6 separate regions of the Mus musculus genome follow, and all the other regions are linked to region 5. A link is a contact called in public HiCAR-type, HiChIP or PLAC-seq and Micro-C data. All regions are on one chromosome and are shown on one strand. The core of a region is the stretch at or near the end of the contact, and the rest is flanking DNA. Distances in the headings are between cores, read along the strand shown. Region 1 overlaps Cog5 (component of oligomeric golgi complex 5). Region 2 holds the start of Fam110c (family with sequence similarity 110, member C). Region 3 overlaps Cog5 (component of oligomeric golgi complex 5). Region 4 overlaps Cog5 (component of oligomeric golgi complex 5). Region 5 holds the start of Cbll1 (Casitas B-lineage lymphoma-like 1). Region 6 overlaps Cog5 (component of oligomeric golgi complex 5).

Evidence for each region. Hi-C and Micro-C count contacts between places; a contact is called where the count stands out from the background. HiCAR-type assays count read pairs that join an accessible place to other places. HiChIP or PLAC-seq counts read pairs in DNA pulled down with a chosen protein or histone mark.
Region 1: a Micro-C map of embryonic stem cells shows a contact between it and region 5, with 2.4 times the contacts expected there. The contact joins the enhancer-like site here to the promoter of Cbll1 in region 5. A contact is called at or near these places in 5 of 39 promoter capture datasets (the 3T3-L1 cell line, 3T3-L1-derived adipocytes, cranial neural crest and 2 more), 2 of 484 Hi-C or Micro-C datasets (cerebral cortex and embryonic stem cells), 8 of 115 datasets of contacts at active chromatin or transcription factors (the NIH/3T3 cell line, the SCID.adh cell line, acute myeloid leukemia and 3 more) and 1 of 9 other capture datasets (embryonic stem cells).
Region 2: a contact with region 5 is called in an H3K27ac HiChIP or PLAC-seq map of extraembryonic endoderm stem cells, with 8 times the contacts expected there. The contact joins the promoter of Fam110c here to the promoter of Cbll1 in region 5. A contact is called at or near these places in 1 of 39 promoter capture datasets (cranial neural crest), 6 of 115 datasets of contacts at active chromatin or transcription factors (cardiomyocytes, embryonic stem cells, extraembryonic endoderm stem cells and 2 more) and 1 of 9 other capture datasets (embryonic stem cells).
Region 3: a contact with region 5 is called in an H3K4me3 HiChIP or PLAC-seq map of embryonic stem cells, with 17 read pairs. The contact joins the enhancer-like site here to the promoter of Cbll1 in region 5. A contact is called at or near these places in 14 of 39 promoter capture datasets (the 3T3-L1 cell line, the C10 cell line, the HPC-7 cell line and 10 more), 7 of 484 Hi-C or Micro-C datasets (the NIH/3T3 cell line, cortical neurons and embryonic stem cells), 5 of 115 datasets of contacts at active chromatin or transcription factors (astrocytes, embryonic stem cells and stem cell-derived neural progenitor cells) and 1 of 9 other capture datasets (embryonic stem cells).
Region 4: an H3K4me3 HiChIP or PLAC-seq map of embryonic stem cells shows a contact between it and region 5, with 32 read pairs. The contact joins the enhancer-like site here to the promoter of Cbll1 in region 5. A contact is called at or near these places in 6 of 39 promoter capture datasets (HPC-7-derived erythroid cells, cranial neural crest, embryonic stem cells and 3 more), 3 of 15 datasets of contacts at CTCF or cohesin (the NIH/3T3 cell line and stem cell-derived epiblast-like cells), 24 of 484 Hi-C or Micro-C datasets (the AML12 cell line, the HPC-5 cell line, the N1E-115 cell line and 15 more), 34 of 115 datasets of contacts at active chromatin or transcription factors (the 230-238 cell line, the NIH/3T3 cell line, the SCID.adh cell line and 22 more) and 3 of 9 other capture datasets (adipose tissue, liver and pancreatic islet).
Region 6: a contact with region 5 is called in a HiCAR-type map of embryonic stem cells, with 4 times the contacts expected there. The contact joins the enhancer-like site here to the promoter of Cbll1 in region 5. A contact is called at or near these places in 2 of 39 promoter capture datasets (stem cell-derived epiblast-like cells and trophoblast stem cells), 10 of 115 datasets of contacts at active chromatin or transcription factors (the SCID.adh cell line, acute myeloid leukemia, embryonic stem cells and 2 more) and 1 of 9 other capture datasets (adipose tissue).

What each region holds. Positions count from the first base shown.
Region 1 is chr12:31,834,819-31,838,044 of GRCm38.p6, forward strand. It overlaps Cog5 (component of oligomeric golgi complex 5), which reads left to right. Exons shown (of 23, transcript NM_001163126.1): 13 at 2,377-2,538. Among named protein-coding and RNA genes, the nearest start is that of Hbp1, 110 kb to the right of the region's middle. Within about 2 kb of position 1,668, at least 17 of the 459 cell types and tissues checked have an H3K27ac peak or open chromatin away from gene starts, as enhancers often do. A contact at or near this core is called in embryonic stem cells, where this site is marked.
Region 2 is chr12:31,072,598-31,075,504 of GRCm38.p6, forward strand. It overlaps Fam110c (family with sequence similarity 110, member C), which reads left to right and starts at 1,371. Exons shown (of 2, transcript NM_027828.2): 1 at 1,371-2,725. The coding sequence starts at 1,444. The coding sequence ends at 2,709.
Region 3 is chr12:31,799,056-31,802,041 of GRCm38.p6, forward strand. Cog5 (component of oligomeric golgi complex 5) reads left to right here. Exons shown (of 23, transcript NM_001163126.1): 9 at 2,928-2,986. Among named protein-coding and RNA genes, the nearest start is that of Gpr22, 87 kb to the left of the region's middle. Within about 2 kb of position 1,481, at least 4 of the 459 cell types and tissues checked have an H3K27ac peak or open chromatin away from gene starts, as enhancers often do. A contact at or near this core is called in embryonic stem cells, where this site is marked.
Region 4 is chr12:31,899,061-31,901,868 of GRCm38.p6, forward strand. Cog5 (component of oligomeric golgi complex 5) reads left to right here. Exons shown (of 23, transcript NM_001163126.1): 19 at 1,837-1,913. Among named protein-coding and RNA genes, the nearest start is that of Hbp1, 50 kb to the right of the region's middle. Within about 2 kb of position 1,536, at least 14 of the 459 cell types and tissues checked have an H3K27ac peak or open chromatin away from gene starts, as enhancers often do. A contact at or near this core is called in differentiating embryonic stem cells, embryonic stem cells and stem cell-derived epiblast-like cells, where this site is marked.
Region 5 is chr12:31,498,155-31,501,296 of GRCm38.p6, forward strand. It overlaps Cbll1 (Casitas B-lineage lymphoma-like 1), which reads right to left and starts at 1,462. Exons shown (of 6, transcript NM_001253847.1): 1 at 1,369-1,462. The coding sequence starts at 1,381. It overlaps Gm40362 (a long non-coding RNA gene), which reads left to right and starts at 1,466. Exons shown (of 2, transcript XR_872643.3): 1 at 1,466-1,692.
Region 6 is chr12:31,755,314-31,758,141 of GRCm38.p6, forward strand. The region is part of intron 6 of Cog5 (component of oligomeric golgi complex 5); the gene reads left to right. Among named protein-coding and RNA genes, the nearest start is that of Gpr22, 43 kb to the left of the region's middle. Within about 2 kb of position 1,273, at least 27 of the 459 cell types and tissues checked have an H3K27ac peak or open chromatin away from gene starts, as enhancers often do.

The sequences.
Region 1 (3,226 bases), core at 418-2,917, 340 kb after region 5:
ACCAGTGAGAAGAAGATAGAATTCTGATTTTGTGCTTTTTGCTTTTTGCTAGTCGAGGCATCTGTATAGTCAATGCTTTTGCCATTGTGGCACCTGAGAGAAGCAACGGAAAGCAGGACAGACTTGGTTTTGGCTTATGGCTTTCCAGGTTTCTTTCCAGTTTGGTTGTTGTTTGCTGTGTTGTGTTGTGTTTTGTTTCTGACAAAGTAAAAACATCATGGAGGAGTACGGTGGAGGGAAATAGTTCACCTCACAGCCGCCCAGGAGCAGAGGATAGCATGTTGCTCCTGGGGGCTTGCTCCCAGTGATCTACTTCTTCCCCTTGGCACCACTGCCAACTTTCTACCCTTTTCTCAGTAATACCATTTGTATGATTAGACCATCAAGGATTTCGTCCATTTGTTAAGTTTAGGGAGCTTCCCCAAACCCATTACTAGCAGCTCAGCTCCCAATGTCTGTAGGGGACATCTCCTATTCTAATAGTAATGGTTTGGTACTGCCATGATGATAAATTAGAATTCGAAATGTAGAAAGAGCTGCATTGTCTGTGTTAATTTGATTTTAAAAAGGAACATAATGAACATTTAATACAGGAGGAGTAGTCATTCACAAATGGTACTCAAACAATAGTCATATGCAAAAAGATGAAATTGGACCTTTTTTTGTGACAGTGTATAGAAAAATGAACTAGAAGTGAATCATAGATCTAAATGTACAATGTAGGGGTTAAACAGATGGCCTAGCAATTGGGAGCTATTGCAGTGCATTGCAGAATTTCCATGTTCAGGAAATACTTGGTAGACTGCAGACACTTAGTGATACTTGAGGGAAGAGAGGGGAGCTAGGAAAGAGTGGCACATTCAGAAGTCACCAGGCACCTCTGTACTTGAACTTCACCTGACTCGCTCTTCACTAGACGTAAACTCCCCTCGGCTCTTATCAAAGTGCCCGCTGCCTATTCCCAGGAAATCTGTGTGGGGACCAGTACTTACTGAGGGAGAAAGCGTCAAGCCATGACTAGAATTGTGCTTCAGGAGCCAAGAGCAGTTTGACCTGTAAGTTTGTAACAGGTTGACAGGAAGGTAGAGAGAGGAGAGACTGTTGCCTATACCCAGAGAGCAGGTCAGATGTTGTCAAGGTTGACCTGTAAGATGGAGGGAAGTCGTCGTAGAAATTACTTAAACCCGACCCAGTGTTTCTAACCCTTCCTAAGACCATTCAGTTCCTGGATAAAAGACACACACAACCTTTATATTTACAACAAGCCTTAAACAGCACAAGGGCCGGTCAGACTACCCTCTTTGCTATTAAAATCTACTTTCCTATCGATAATCTTGAGTTATTATTTACTATGTTTCATCTGGGCTGCTCTTAACTCCAGTTGGCCAGCCTTTGGGGCAACATTTTTTTATGTCTCAACTAGCCCATGGTGGCTTCTTTCCTCCTCCACCTCCTCCTGGCTCCTCCAGCCTTGAGCCCTGAAAACCTAAGCCCCACCTCTGTCTTTTCTGCCCAGCTGTTTGCTATTGTCAGCTTGTTTTGTTTTTTTTTTTAAACCAATCAGAAATAAAATAAATTAGGGGCAGGGTCACCTGGGTCTCCTTGCAGACTCCGGGTCTTGGGGGCCCTTACTTAGCATTACAATAGATAGCAAGACCAAACCTCAACAGGAGGTTTATTCTCTAAGGAAAAAGAAGGGAGTGGAAAGGTTGCTGAAGGGATTGTAAGCAGGAGCTAGGAAGAGACAGGCAGTTAATCCTAGGAGTAAAACACTTCTTAGTAGTGCTGAAAGGCCTTTACTAGTAACTAAAAGAACAGTATAAGATCTAGTCATTGCCTGCTAAATAGGAGCCTGCAGAGATGGTTAGCATCAGCGAATGGCAAAGAAGAGTTTAGTAAAGCAATTCCACTTGAGGACATGTATGCTGTTACAGGACTGTCACAAATACTTCTTTCTTTTGTCTTCATTCTTGCAGTGTTCCAAGACTGGAAATCCAAGGAAGGTACCTCCGTACCCTAGCCCTCAGTTTGTAGGCTTTATGGAGCATGGTAGCTATGAGTTACAAGGTTGAGCTAGTGTGGGAGGAATCTGCTGACTGCATCTTGGGTATGCTTTGATCGTCTATAAACAGGCTAGAAATAAAAGGCTCTTGCAATATTCTTTTAGTTTCAGGGGACTGCCAATACACTACATACTACACTAGATAGCTAAGTTTTGCATTTAAAATGCTCATGTGATCTTTAGTAGGTGTTCAGTTATGAAGCATGCTTGTAAATGTGCTTATAACTTTTTAAAAGAAATTCTTGTTACAACTACAGTTTATAGCTATTAGTTACCTTTTTAATTTTTTGTTTTGTTTTGTTTTGTTCTCACAGTCCAGAAAAGGCTTTGAAAGATTCACTGCAACCATATGAGGCTGCTTATCTCTCAAAATCCCTATCACGCCTCTTCGATCCCATCAACTTGGTTTTTCCTCCGGGAGGACGTAATCCTCCTTCCTCTGATGAGCTCGATGGAATCACTAAGACTATAACAAGGTACGCCTTGCTGATGGAATGGCCTCCTAGGCTGCCTGCCTGCCAGGTTTCCTAGTGGCAGTGCATTTTAAATTTACCTCAAACCAGTCTAGTGATTAGGGTTCAATTAAGTTTTGGAGTAAGTGCTCATAATGCTTGAGATTCTAATTAATAAAGCCACTTAGACACACATAGTGTATAGATATACATAGTATATATATATATAGTGTAGAAGTCATCTCTCATATTTGTTATGTATCTTAGCAAGATGGAACTATCCCTAGGCCTTTTACTCCTCTAACTTCTTAGTATTCCATGGGGAAACAAATTATAATAATCATACAAACTGTAAAAACTGAGACATACCTAGAGGTTTTAACCCAGAAATCACTTTATGGCAGGAACAGGCCTAATACTTCTGATTCTCCTGCTATGTTTAGCAATTTAGGCTTTCAAGTGAATGTGACAGCTTTTATCTCAAAAGGGAAGGCGTTTGACAGAGACCCTTCTGACAGAAACAGACAAGTGCAGCTATGCTGTTGGCTTCTGAAGATCACAGGTCAGACCTCACACTCTGTCGTAGTTGGTCAGTTGTTATAACATTATGATGGACATTTTGAGGAGCAAAAGCAGTGGCTGGGCAATCTAGAACCATGTGGTAGGATTGCTTAAGCGTTTTTTAGTCTACAAATTTGAAGAGGGCAGTTTA
Region 2 (2,907 bases), core at 121-2,620, 430 kb before region 5:
GCCTTCTTGACTCCATGGGAGAAAGTAACCCATTCTAGGTACTCATTCTCTGGGTCTTCTGTCTTATATTCTCTTTATTTCTCTCTGACCCTCATAAGTTATTGAGTACCGACCCAATTTCCAACAAGGAAAAAAAAAAGGTATCTCATTTCCTCATTTCCAACCAGACTATGTGGACAGTCTGACTTTCTGACTTTCGGCTGACTTGGGTCCCCACGTGGTTCTCCCGTGGCTCACTAAACACACTTGCTATGCGCCTCTCTTTTTAGGAAGGCTTCTCTACCCCTCCTGTGGTACAATGGCACTCAAAGCTCTTTTCCAGAAAGAATTGGACTAAACCCTGCAACTGTATGTCCAGAGCATTTAACTGCAGCTTGGACTGGTCAGCACGACCCAAGACCCAAGACCGCCCCCACAAAGGAGATAACGTGAGCATTTCACTTGTCTGGCAGATACTTTCAGTCTTCTGTCCAACTCTATGATCGATGGAATTTTGGAAATATCTTCTTAAGCTTTCTACAATCTTGGGCTGATTTCCCTTGTTGGCAAGCCCTAGGTTTTCTAATCACCAGGGTTGATTCTTACAGGTGTTAGGGTTTTTCTTAATAATAATAACAACAACAATATGGTAATGAGACTTGTGGCACCAGCCAATGACTTGTGGATTTAAGTCGGGTCTCAGGTGGTTCTTGGGTTCTGTCAGCCCACACTAATCTTGACATGGTAAATGTTTTCTTTCGTACCCTATTTCCTCCAAATCGTACAAAAAAAACTACAGAAATAAAACGGAAAATTTCCAAATGTAATGAGGTCACTTTAAGAATTAAAAGGACATATTGTTTGTGTGTATGTGTAAAGGTGGATGCGGGGGGGCTGGGCGGAGCGCTTCTTTCTGACCCTTATCTCTGGACTCTTGAGCCCCCAGTAAAGAAAGACCTCAAAGACTCTGAAAGCTAGAAGGAAGCCTGAGATGCCTGGCGCTGAGCAAGCAGGCTTGGTCCCTCGCAGCCTCACCTTGTGAAACTTCCCCACCTTCCAGAAGAGGGAGTGTGGGGTCGGGGGACGGTAAGACAGAGGAGAAGATTTGCGAGTATTGGCTGGAGACAAGGGATGTTTGGATGTAGTAAGTAGGAAACAAGAGATAGGGCACCTGACAGGAGGCTGGGGGTGGGGTTGTGGGTTCGTGCCCGGGAAACCAAAAGGTAAGGGGCGGGGACAGCAGGTGTAGGAGGTTCAAGTCCTGGGTGGGAGGAGCCAGCTGGCGCCGGAATGATTCACCTTTCCCAGCCACTCTGGCTCGCCCCAACTCCGGATCTGGGCGGAGGGGCCGTAGGGCGTGTTTCCCCACCCCTTGCGGACTTCGGAACGGACTCGGGCAGGGTGGCGCCGGAACTTAAGTAGTCTCTACTGGACACCAGCCTGGTGGGTTCGAGTCCTGCAAGAATGCGCGCCCTGCCGACCCTGGACTCGCTTGCTAGAATGCGGCCACCTCTCGGGGACCCCAGGGCAGCGGAGGACACTCTCACCCCGCGGCCAGCGAACAAGAGCGCTGTGGAGAGACTGGCAGCGGACCGCGCCAAGTATGTTCGCAGCACGCTGGGATCTAGCCGGGGTCCTGTATCTGAACACAGGGTCCCTGAGGCCCCAGGGGTGCAGCACCGCAACCCGATCCCTTCGGCTCTTGCCCCAGCTCCTGTAGCACGCAGGGCTATCGCTCGAAAGCCTCTGAGACCTGATTCGTTGGTCATCTATCGGCAGAAATGTGAATTCGTACGAGGGTCAGATGCAGACTGTTCCAGAGTGGGACTGATGAAGAAGTTTTTCCAGGGGTCTGGCAAGGACAAAATGGCAGTGGCCCCTGAGACGACCAGGGTGGCGGATGAGGATAAGACGACGAAGGAAACAGAGGCCACTTGGACTAAGTCGAGCCAGGCAGCAGCCGCCAGACCAGCCTCTATGTTACCACCTCCAACCCCTGTTGTAGCCGTGAAGTCCCCAGCTGAGAAGACCAGGGTGGCGAATGAAGATAAGACGACGAAGGAAACAGAGGCCACTTGGACTAAGTCGAGCCAGGCAGCAGCCGCCAGACCAGCCTCTATGTTACCACCTCCAACCCCTGTTGTAGCCGTGAAGTCCCCAGCTGAGAAGACCAGGGTGGCGAATGAAGATAAGACGACGAAGGAAACAGAGGCCACTTGGACTAAGTCGAGCCAGGCAGCAGCCACCAGACCAGCCTCTATGTTACCACCTCCAACCCCTGTAGTAGCTGTGAAGTCCCCAGCCTTGCCTTTTGAAGTGGCTCCCAGGGTTCCTGTCGGATGCTCCGGTGTGCAGCTGCGGGTGTCGCGTAGCAAAGGATTGCAGCGCTCTCAGTCAGATCTCAGCTCCCGCTACTCGATAGCCAAGGCTGAGTCCGACACCTTCTTCAAGTATTGTGGCCTGGACCCTGACGTAGTGGAGGCTCTCGGGAGGGAGAACTTTTCTGCTGGATCCGACTGTGTTACACTCAAAGTGCGTAGCGTGAGCATGGCTGCTTCTGATAGTAGCTTTTCCAGGCACAGCGAGGACGGGTTGCAAGAAGAGGAACTCCTGGAGCAGGTGCCTAGCACCACCTCGGTAGTAGAAAGGAACGCCCGTATCATAAAGTGGCTGTTTACCTGCAAGAAGGCCAAAGAAACCCCCAGCCAGAAATTACAGGGACCTGCCTGATTGACATCTGATCCAGGTGAGTGCCAGGAAGCTGGAAGGTGGGGTTTGTGTTTATGCGTGCTGCTGGCTAAGCTGGGTGCTGGCCAATCGCAGCTCATGGTTAATGTATAGCTCCTACGGAATGAAGGCACCCATGTGCCCTCCTAGTGTTGAATCTGAGTGCCCGGAAAGGTCATTAAGTTAACTCTCTCCCTGCCG
Region 3 (2,986 bases), core at 231-2,730, 300 kb after region 5:
CAGGTGGGAGTACAGGGCGCTAAGGGTTGTGTATGTAGCTCAGGCTAGACAGAGTCACTGGATACTCAGCTTCTTTGTACTCACCTGCCCCAGTTATGTAAAACATCATGGTGGCAGGAGTATGTGGTGGAGATGAGTACTCACCTTGTGGCAGCCAGGAAGCAAAAGAGAGAAAAGGAGAACAGAAAAATATGTCCTGCAAAGGCATGTTCCATAGCGATGCACTTTTAATTAGACCTACTTTGTTAAGTTTACACTCATTTCTAGTAGTGCTACCAGCGGGGGCCTTAAGCTTTCAGGACATGACCCTTTGAGGGGCAATCAGATTATAACAACCCCCTTCTGTTCCCCAAAGGTCACACCCATCACACACAGCAAAGTGTCTAAGTGTTCTCATAGTCATAACAGTTCAGTGTTTCCTTCAAGTCCAATTTGGAAGTCTCTTCTGAGTCTCAAGACTAACTCCTTTGAACTTCAGTAAAGGTTAAAAAATTTTTTAAGTTTTCAACATAATACAGCAGAGCAAAGCAGGACATGCACTTAATAATTTAACTGCCTTATTATTTGAAAAGGAGAGAGGACGCCCAAGACTGGTACTGCTGCTGGCCTATGTATTAGTAGGGTGTGAGCTCCACAAGAGTTGCACCGCCCCACTCTGCTTTCATGGCCTCTCTTTGCCTTGTGGTGGCTTTTATTTTATTTTTAATTATGCTTTATTTCTTTCTGTGTGTATGTGAGTACATGAATGCCATGCTACCTGCATGGAAGTGATTCTCTGTGAGGCTTAGGACTTAAACTTAGTTTGCCATGCTTGGCTGCAAGCATCTTTACCTTCTGAGTCATTTTGCCGCCCCCTTTTCCTTTTAAAATGCATGTTTCTCCTTATTTATTCATGGCTTATTTTTTGATCAGTTGTAAAATCCGTTGTTACTAGTATTATTTTAGATGGCCTGACTTTTTTCCCCAACTTGTTTTGAGGAAACTTATAACAAAGAGATGGAGAACAACTGGTTTGGGAAAGGAGGGGCCATAAAGCCAACTGTCCTTTAGGAATGAGCTTCATTAAGCAAGAAAGCCTCAAGACTGAATGAAAAGCCAATGGCCACCTGTGAAGGATGGGGAAGATTTCTATTGTAGACACAGGGAAAGCAGCTGAGGGAACAGTCCAGGCTGAACAGGGCCATGGCCGGCAGACTAACTCAGCCCATGAGAGGATAGAGGGAGGGAGGGAGGGAGGGAGGGAGGGAGGGAGGGAGGGAGGGAGGGAGAGAGCAAGAGAAGAGACAACCACCAACCTAGACATGGTCTGAGCCCAGAGGCCAAGAGACCAGAGTAGCCAAAATGGCTGAGTTACATAGGGGTCAGGCTGGGGTGGGGTGGGGGGTGGGGGGATGGAAACCCAACCCCTGGGAGGAAGAGTTTTGGGGTAGGGGTGGGATGAGAAGTGCTGGGATGGCTGGTAGGCCTCTGCTTTGGTATGTTAATAGCCACCTCAGCCATTTGTCCTGTGACTCTGAGACTAACAAGCACCTTGTGAGCTAGGATCCAATCTTGAAATGGGAGTGAAATCAGGACCATTATGAGGACACTAGGAAAGTTAGCTTAAAGAAAACCGAGTGGGGGGCTGGTGAGATGGCTCAGTGGGTAAGAGCACCCGACTGTTCTTCCAAAGGTCTAGAGTTCAAATCCCAGCAACCACATGGTGGCTCACAACCATCTGTAACAAGATCTGACGCCCTCTTCTGGAGTGTCTGAAGACAGCTACAGTGTACTTACATATAATAAATAAATAAATCTAAAAAAAAAAAAAAAAAAAAAAAAGAAAACCGAGTGGGAGAGGCAGTTTACTTGGAAAGCGTGGAAGGGCACTAGGTTTCAGAGGAATCCCCTGAACACAGTGGGAAATTTTGACTTTTTGATCTTTCAGGGAATTAATTGTAGGAAGTTACATATTACATCATTTTCTTCTGCATGGTGTACATGACAGGAGCCAAGTACTGGGTAGGACCATAAGCTGTTTCAGCTATAGAGTTGCTCCAAAACATAGCTCATCATAGCTTCTTAGCTCTGACCCAGAGAGCAGGAGAGCTACAGGCCTGTGTGCTACAGACCGCCACAGGCCTTTGAAGTGACAGCACCTCCATGTGAGTGGCAGGCTTGTGGTCTAGCACCAGCCCCACTCCAGTCAAGTCCATAGGGTTTTGTTTTTGTTTGTTTGTTTGTTTGTTTGTTTTGCTTTTTGCTGTTGTGGCTTTGATAAATAATTTGGCACAGTAGATAGTGGTTTTGCATATTTTCATATTCTAGTTGTGAAATCTGTTTTTTAACAGTGAGCTCTGGTTTGATTGGTTGAGTTTAGGAGGAATGCTGTAGAAATAACAACTTGGATGCTATAAGCAAAGCTCTGTTGCTGCTTTTGCAGATGTATCTAGACTAGCTGCAAGGCTGCTACGCCAGACTCCGTGTGTGGCAAACCTGTTGTGTTCATAATTTCCTTGCAGTTGTTTGCCCATAGCATGTCTGTACACTACCAAAGTAAGTGTTCTGTGACTTAAAATTATTTGAGCTGTTTGCAGCATGTTGTTAATTTGATACCCAGATAATTTTATTGAGTATATTAACTGAATTCAGTTTGGGGGCTTGTCCTTGTTATTCTTGTAAAATTAATTTTGAATATGTAAAACATTTTATCCTCTTTCCATTTTAAGGAAACTATCTTCATTTTATTTTGTGATCATAGTCCCACATGATTATGTGATATTTACTTTTCTTACTACAAACATAGATTGTTTTTATGTTGTACATAAGAAGCTATTTAAGAGAGAAGGGGTTTCTTGGTTTTTGTCTTTTCTGTGCTTTTAGAACAATGCACATGCTGTTATAACTGGGAACTTTCTTTTTCTCCCATATGTCTTACGCTTAACCAGGAGGCCCTGGGCGAGCCGCCATGCCAACTCCAGGAAGCACAGCAGGTTTTCGGGCTTCC
Region 4 (2,808 bases), core at 286-2,785, 400 kb after region 5:
GCAGGAAAATAAAAGGAAGTGAAACCAACATTTGCTAATTTCTTGCATGGGGACAGATTATATTAATTATAATTAATAATATATTAATTATATTAATAGTTTAAATAAGAAAAAATTAAATACTGATAATTTTAGAACTTTTAAAGACCTATTTTGTTTTCGTTTTATGTGTTTGAGCATTTGCCTTCATGTATATATATGCTCCATCTGCGTGTCTGCGGAAGGAACACAGAAGGGGTCACCAGATCCCTGGCAGTGGAGTTACAAGCAGTTGTGAGCCACCATGTGGGTGCTGAGAACTAAACCCTGCTCCTCTTCAAGAGTCCTTAACCCCTGAGCCATGTGTCAGCACCAGCTTAGCACTGAGTACTTCTGTGTCATGCAAGCAGAGTCTATACATGTAGCTTCTGTAATTATACCAAGCACGTATTATCATCTCCACCTGACTTACGACTGAGCTAAGACTAGGTCACCTTATAGTGACTATAGTTTAGAATTCTGCCACTTACATGGCACTGAAATCTTGAGAGCTAAACTTTATAGTCACTTGGACCATACTGACTGGTAAGAATCGTCATTGGTTCTACTGACTTTGGAGACTTGCAGTGCCTATATAGAATACAGAGCATAGTCTAGAAAGCTTTTTTTCTCGATATTTCAACTAAGACAGTGTCTTAGATAGGGTTTCACTGCTGTGAACAGACACCATGACCAAGGTAAGTCTTATAAAGGACAACATATATTTGGAGCTAGCTTACAGGTTCAGAGGTTCAGTCATTATCTTCACTGTGGGAAGCATGGCAGCATCCAGGCAGGCATGGTGCAGGCGGAGCTGAGAGTTCTACAACTTCATCTGAAGGCGGCTAGTGGAAGACTGGCATCTAGGCAGCTAGGATGAGAGTCTTAAAGCACACACCCACAGTGACACATCTACTCCAAGGCCACACCTACTCCAACAAGATCACAGGTTTTATTTATTTATTTTTTTTTATTTTTTTTTATAAAGAATTTAGACTGACCAATTCAGAGTCTGCCATTTATTTATTTATTTATTTATTTATTTATTTATTTATTTATTTTTTCGAGACAGGGTTTCTCTGTGTAGCCCTGGCTGTCCTGGAACTCACTTTGTAGACCAGGCTGGCCTCGAACTCAGAAATCCGCCTGCCTCTGCCTCCCAAGTGCTGGGATTAAAGGTGTGCGCCACCACGCCCGGCGATCACAGGTTTTAATAGTGCCACTCCCTGGGCCAACCATATTCAAACCATCACAGACAGAATTTGAACTACTTCTCTTACTTAGCAACATCAAAATATCTCATCTTGGGCCTCTTTAGTAAGAAATGTAAACGTCATTAAAGTCTTTACCTTTTAATAAACGTAAGTGGCTTCCTGAACTTGTTTCATAGCAGTTAACATTAAGTTTATAAAGATCACAACTTCTCTGGATTGAGGTAAAGTCATGGCTAATCTGTGAGTTGATTGGCTTGCAAATGTCCTAGGAGCTCAGTAAAGCACAGGAGGGTTTCTAGAGAGGGTTTCCTGAGGGAGGAGCCTGCCCTGAGCTAGGTCCAGCCATCCTCAGCTGGGCTGGAGCTGAGAGGGAAGGAAGCATGCCAGCAGCACCGGCATTCTCTGTTTGCTGGCCACCACCTGATGAGCTGTTCTGCCCCTCCGTGCCTTCATGATGGACTGAACCTCAGAAGCTATGAGCCCAGATAACTCACTCTTCTCTTCATTGTTCATTTCAGGAAAAACTGACAAATACAGATCATGTGACAGGTCCAGCCTTCAGAGTCAGACATATAAAGCTATGGACTGTCTTTTCATGTTTTAGATGGAGTTGGCTGTGGGCCCCCTTTGCAGGCGAGTGTCGGATCTGGGAAAGTCCTATCGGATGCTGAGGTCATTTAGGTGAGACCTTACTCTTTATTATTGTAAGCGAATCATCTTACTAGCAGGTCAGTCCTTTCCTCCTATTTGGGTTAAGCTTTACAACATTGTCAACATTCATTTTATATTCTAACAATTCCACTATGAGATGGATCATCTTAGAAGTTATTGTTTAAATCAGAGAACCATCTAGCATTATATACGGTAGCTAATACCATAGTGGAAATGTATGTTTTTCTCTGTTGAATTTTAATTCACAGGTTGAGCTGATGTGTGCTTTCTAACTTCCTATTCTTGCAGAAGCATATTAAGCAGAAACACTAGGAAATGCATTCTAATACAGGCATGGGTTTTTTTTTTCTGAAAATTTTATTCATGTACATTTTTGTTCTTTTCTGGTTTTGTTTTTTTCGGGGGTGGCGGGGTGGGTGGCAAGGTTTCTCTGTGTAACAGAGCCCTGGCTGTCCTAGAATTCACTTTGTAGATCAGGCTAGCCTATAACTCAGGATCTCTGTCTACCTCCCTCTGCCTCCAGAGTGCTGGGATTAAAAGTATGCACCACTAGGCCCAGCTGTTCATGTACATTTTCAATTCAATCTAGTTTGAAAAGTATAGAATATAATATAAACATACACAGCTATTGACTAAAACAGCTCAGTGGTGAGATTGGGGAATGGGTGAGGGAGCTCAGGCAGATGCAGCTGACCACCAGGTCTTGGGTTGAGCTTCCTGCAGACCAGCTCAAAAGGAGGGATAGTGAGCTAGTTCATATGCATAATCTAAAATATATCAACTTAATGAAGTTGATCTTTCCACTATGAAACACTTGGTTCTGAAAACATCACACAGCTTAATGACTTCAGTAGTAGATGCTAAAATATAAGGTCACCGGTGGTGCTCATATGGCTATTTATTC
Region 5 (3,142 bases), core at 212-2,711:
GATTTATACTTACTTCTGTTGTTCCTCTCCTACACCATTCTCCATAGAAGAGTCAAAATTGTTGCTTCATAGCCACTTAAACCCTTTATCATGATTTTCAAAGTCCTGAAAAAGGTAATTTGTGTTCTCCTTCTCAACTTAAAGCTAACTAGTCTACCGACATTTGGTCCTCTCTATACCTTCCTACCATTCCAAAAACACCTTTCCCTGGCACTCTGAAACTTCCTACTCCATGGGCATTCATTTCTCTCTCTTTTCTTTTCTTTTCTTTTTTTTTTTTTTTTGGTTTTTCGAGACAGGGTTTCTCTGTGTAGTCCTGGCTGTCCTGGAACTCACTCTGTAGACCAGGCTTGCCTCAAACTTAGAAATTCGCCTGCCTCTGCCTCCCAAGTGCTGAGATCAAAGGCGTGCGCCACCACTGCCCGGCAAGCACCTGTTTCTAAAAGTTCTCACCACAAATTGTAAACAGCTGTTAAAGAAGAAACCAATCTGCTTGTCTCCTTTGACAGAATGAAAACTCGAAGACAAGAACGTAGTCTTATTGTTTACCATTCCACCATTCTATCTCCAAGCCTACAAGTATCTGCATGCAATTATATAACTTAGTGTTTGAAGACTGGGCGCACTCAGTCAATTCCTAAAGAAAAAGCCTTTCCTCCTGCTTGGCGATAAAACTGTCTGAAGCACTCAAAGCCAAGTGCTAAAACTAAAACCAAGAAAACGAAGCCAGCAGAAATGAGGTTTGAAGCTACTCGTAATATGCGATGTCCCCAAAAGATGCGAAAGGACCACGGCCGAAGGACCGGGCATGCTTTGAGTTCCGGTAGAAAAGATGCTCCGCTTATAACTTCGAAAACTATATCCGACTCTCTTCTCTAACCACTAGTCCGCGAAAAGCCAACAAGACAATAACCACAGGCGGTGACCACTGCAGCAGCCGCCCGAAGCCGAGAGGCAGCAGGAAGTCTCCAACCCACTCTCGCCCAGAGTCCGGACGCTTCTCCAATTCCGAGAGTGGAAAACGCCCGCCTATTTCCCCAGCAAAAGTGCAAAGCAACCGGAATGAGAACAAAAACAAAAACAAAACTGGGACCCTCCCTTTCCAACAAGTCTGCGCGGAGGAGGGTCCCGAAACGAGCTCAGCGGCACCAAAGGAGCCGTGCTGCCGGTCTCCAGGATGGAGGCACCGCTCCGGAGGGTAGGCCGGGAAGCAGCAGACTCAGCCCGGGACCGGGTCTGAGCTTGCTTCCTCTCCGCCACGTCCCGGCGCAGTGGGGCGAGCATAGCCCCTTGTGCCTGCTGGGCGACCAGTCCCACACGAGCCACGGGGGCAAGAAACTAGGACCCCCGCTGCCTCCGCCTCCTTACCAGTGTGATCCATGATTCGGCTCGCGGGGCACAGTGGGAACGGAAGTCAGTCGCTCCGGAGTCGCAGTAAGCGCCTGCGCCCTACCTTCCGGAGCGCAGAGGCGGAAGTGCGCCCGAACTGCTCTCACGGGCTTCCCTCCCTAGCCGTAGCACCCGACTCCGGCGAAGGAGTCAGACATAGCCAGGACTGAGGCGGGAAGAGGGGGAACACGAGGGTTTTGGTGTCGAGGCTGCTAGTTCTCCCCAGAGGCAGCCCTCAGCTGTAGGAATGATACTTCTCGCAGTGAGAAAGCAATAGGAACCAAAGGGAAGCGCGGCAGGCAGGTAAGCCGCCGCCCGCCCCCCTGCGGCGCGAGGCCTTCTGGGATTTGTAGTCCGCCCAGAGCGCAGTCTCAGCCGTTGGGCTGGTCCCACCCCAGCGGGCGGAGTAACGGTTTGGAATGCCCCCCGGATCCGCCGCCGGGTGTAGAGAAGTGTAAACACGCACGCTCCGTGGGTGCCCGAGGGAAGCTGTGTTAGGCGTCCGGGAGGGAGGCAAGGTCCTCATTGTCTAATTGTGCTTTGTCCTGAGGAACCCCAACGCCCACTCGACACGCGCGTTTGCCCTGGCTCCCACCGTAGTTTCTCAACTGAATCGCGTGTTACAATGCTAACTAGCCCATGGCTCTAGAGAACACCACCAGGCTCCTGGAATCCCTGCTAAAGCTGGAGGGAGCACCAGGAGGTCCCCGTTCAACGAAAATACAAAGCAGTTGTGTGCAAAGGGGGTGAAGGAGGGAAGATAGGGACCGATGGAGTCGGAGGGAGAGCGTTAGAGCTTGACTAGAAGGAAGAGATGAGAAAGGGCAGGCCCCGACTGAAGAAAAGAGAGTTACCACAACAGGCGGTACCTAGTTCCAGTTCTTGGTCCCTGGGGTCTGTGGTTGCCGCTTTCATCTTGCTCAGCCAAAACAAAGAAGAGTGTCAACGGCGACTGCTGAAGACCTTCAGAGCACCCCCCACCTCGATTTGGCTCATAATAGGTCTTCTGCCTTCCCCAGCCCTTCACACTTGAAGCTCTCGTATGAGTAGAAAGGAACACAATTAGTGGAAAACATCAGCCTAGGAGTCAAGGGATTTGGGCTCTATGCTTGTCCCTTGGTGACGACATCGTTACCTTGGGTTGTTCACGCTTTCAGTGCCAGAGTTCCTAGATCAATAAAACATTATTATGTTGGCCTTTCTTAAAAATATTTTCACAGTACTCAATTCTGAATCAAGTATGTGTAGCAATGTGTTGTGTGCGTTGCACAGTAACAACGGTGACTAACACTGCAGTGATCCTAGTGTAAGTATACCATGTTATTTAGTGATTGTCTTAATTGTGGTCTTTTCCAAGACTCCCACTCATTGCGGCTTTACAAACAAGGTTGTAGGTACACTCAAATAAGGACATTTCTAAGTCGATATCCTTTTGGTTTTGTTGTTGTTAAAAATGTAAGTTTCTGTACTACGGGGTGTTTTTCATAATTTTTCAGTTGCTGGAATTAGTCGGGTGGGGTTGGGTACTGGTATGTCTCTCAATCTAGGGCTGATGCGCTGGGCTATTTAACCACTGTCTGCTACAGAAGGAACTGGGACAAATGGCTAAGTGTGGTGCGTACTTGCTGGCCTCCAGGAGGCTTCCTCAGTATCACAATATCATAAGTACCAGTGGCTCCTCTCAGCCCCGTGGACCCTACACTTCAGCTCATGGGCTTCCCTCCCCCCCCCCCCCAGGCTTTGCTTTTCTGTA
Region 6 (2,828 bases), core at 23-2,522, 260 kb after region 5:
CAAGGTCTGAAGGATTTGAATTCAGGTCCCCGTGCCTGTGTAGGTGCTTCACCCTCTGAGTTATCTCCCCAGCACCGATGCAGTTTTTAGAGTTAGGAAGTATACTTCATATATCTCAATAGCCATCAAGCCATCTTATGAACATAGGTGATTTATTCTTTACCTTAGAGTCTCAGAAAGGGTAATGAGTTTCCTATGGTCATGTAGTCAACTGGTATCACAGTCCAGATATTCTAATTCCTAGTTCAGTATGATAGGTTGGGTTGGTTTTTTGTTTGTTTGTTTGTTTGTTTGTTTGTTTTAGGCTACTTAGGTAATTTGTCAAAGTGTAAGTTGTTTGATAATTTATATCAAATAGCTTAAAATGCTTCTTTGAATGGGTTTTGCTTTGGTACATCCTCTGTGAAACAAACAATTTCATCTTTGTAACTTTTTGACAGAAGCAATTCTAGATCCTTAACATTTTATGTATGAAAATGGAGACATAGTTCAGTGGTGAAATGCATGCTGAGTCTTTAGGTTCAGTCTTCAACTAAAACCACCATCAAAAGTAAATATGTGTAGCTGTAAATAAACAACAAAATAACACACAGGTATTGGTTGGTTTTGTGTGTTAAATTGACACAAACAAGAGTCATCAGAGAGGAAGAAGCCTCAATTAGGAAATGCCTGTGTGAGATCCAGCTTCAATCAGTGGGGGATGGCCCAGCTCATTGTGGGTGGTGCCATCCCTGGGCTGGTAGTTCTGTAAGAAAGCAGACTAAGTAAGCCATGAGAAGCAAACCAGTAAATAGCACCCCTCCATAGCCTCTGCATCAGCTCATGCTTTCAGGTTCTTGTACTGTTTGAGTTCCTGTCTGACTTCCTTTGATGATAAACAGCAAGGAGGAAGTGTAAGCTGAATAAAACCCTTTCCTCCCCAGCTTGGTTTTTTTTTTTTTTTTTTAATTTTTGTCATGGTGTTTTGCTGCAGCAATAGAAATCCTGACTAGACAGGTATGGGTTTTTTGTTTGTTTTGTTTGTTTTGTTTTTTAAAAGAGGTTCACTGTAGAAGAGAAATACATATATTGTATGTATTTCAGATCATCTGAAGATTGCTTGTGCTTTTTCTGAGGCATGCATTTGAATGATGCTCTTTGAAAAGTAAATGTGTGGGAGGAAGCGACTTTTGTTGATTGGTGACTATAGCCAGCTGCCCAGTCTCTGTGTCAGTTTTTATTCCTCTGCTTTTTTCTCACATAAACACCCAGGGGAGGCTCTGTGCTATTTTGGTGCTGGTTGAGAGTGTTGGGGATTCAGTCATACCCGTGCAAATCCCCCTATTCTCTTCTCAGTGCTTGCCTCTGTATCATGGTGTTATGTAATTTCTTTTTTATTTTCTTTTTTAAACTAGTTCTGAGACCTCAGAACATTTCTTGATGAGCTTGGTATTTATAAAGGCTTTATCTTGTTGGCAGTTAATACCCTTTGCATTGCACCTTCCTTTGGAAGATAGACTCCCCTTCTACAGTGTGAGGGACTCGGAGGATGCCAGCTGGGCCTGCACACCTTCCTCTAGGTGTGCTGCTCTTATCTACGTCTTGGCTGAATGGATTCAGCCTTTGGTTTTTGAACATTTGAAATTAAGTTCTAATAACTTGAGTGTACTTATCTAATAAAGTTATAATACTTAAAGGAAAAGTATTAAAATGCCAAAACACTTTTTTATGTTTTTGAATGTGTAACATTTAAAACTGCCTACCAAATTTATGAATGTCTTACTAGAAACACATTATGTTATCCATCTGTTTCTTTTGAGATGCTCACGTGTCAAATAATATATTGTTAACTTGTGCAGACTCTCAACCAATCCTTGATGTATGTATTCTTTGAAATCTTTATTTAAGGCCCTATAAGGAATGTTTTATTTTTAAGCAAATGTTTTGTCCATAGTACTGTTTTTAAATGGCGATATTATGCTTTTATGTATTTGTTATGTTGATGGTGTAGGCTTTCAGTTTTGTTCTCAATAATGCTACAGGAGCATTTCTGTACGTGTTCACTAATATACTCACACACAAGCACATGTTAAATATATCCAAATGCAATATTTTGGCCATAAAGATACTTGTTTGGAACATTTTTATGATAACTCCAAATTGCTTTTACTTTAAAATGTTCACATATGTATTTGCAAATATGCATGTACATTTCACTTGTACATGGTGCATATGTATGTAAATTTCATAATTAACATTGTAATAAATACTTTATACCCAGTTATATTCACTTTTTCCTTTTTAATATTATTTACCAACAGTTACAAAATCACTGATTGAAAGTATAGGGTTTTTTTAGTCCACTTACCTTACCTTTATATTTTTTTCTTGAATTCTACTTCAGATTGAAAGCTAAAGAATACAAAGAAATTAGGGAACCAGTGAGAAAACACAAGCAGCAATCCTTGAAACCTGACAATGGTGGAAGAAGGCAGAATTCATTTCTTAGTACCTTAAAATATTTAGCAAACTGGATATTATTTAAAATAAAGCCTTTATGTTCATTATTACTATTTATGCTCTTAATATGTGTGTCTGGGCTTTGGTTGGATTTTTTTTTGTAATTTATTAATCTTCACAATTTAAATAAAGGTAGATTCCCAGTAATAGCACTCATTTCATCAAATTTCCCTTCTAAGGAGATGCTAAAAATACATTAAACTCAAGTAGATCAACTTAATCTTGTATATTATGCCAGTGGAGGAAATTCAGCATGTACTGGTGTAAATTCTGTTTCATTTAGTACTGCCTAGTAGTCAGAGTGTTAGCAGTGCTGCCTATTTCTGTTA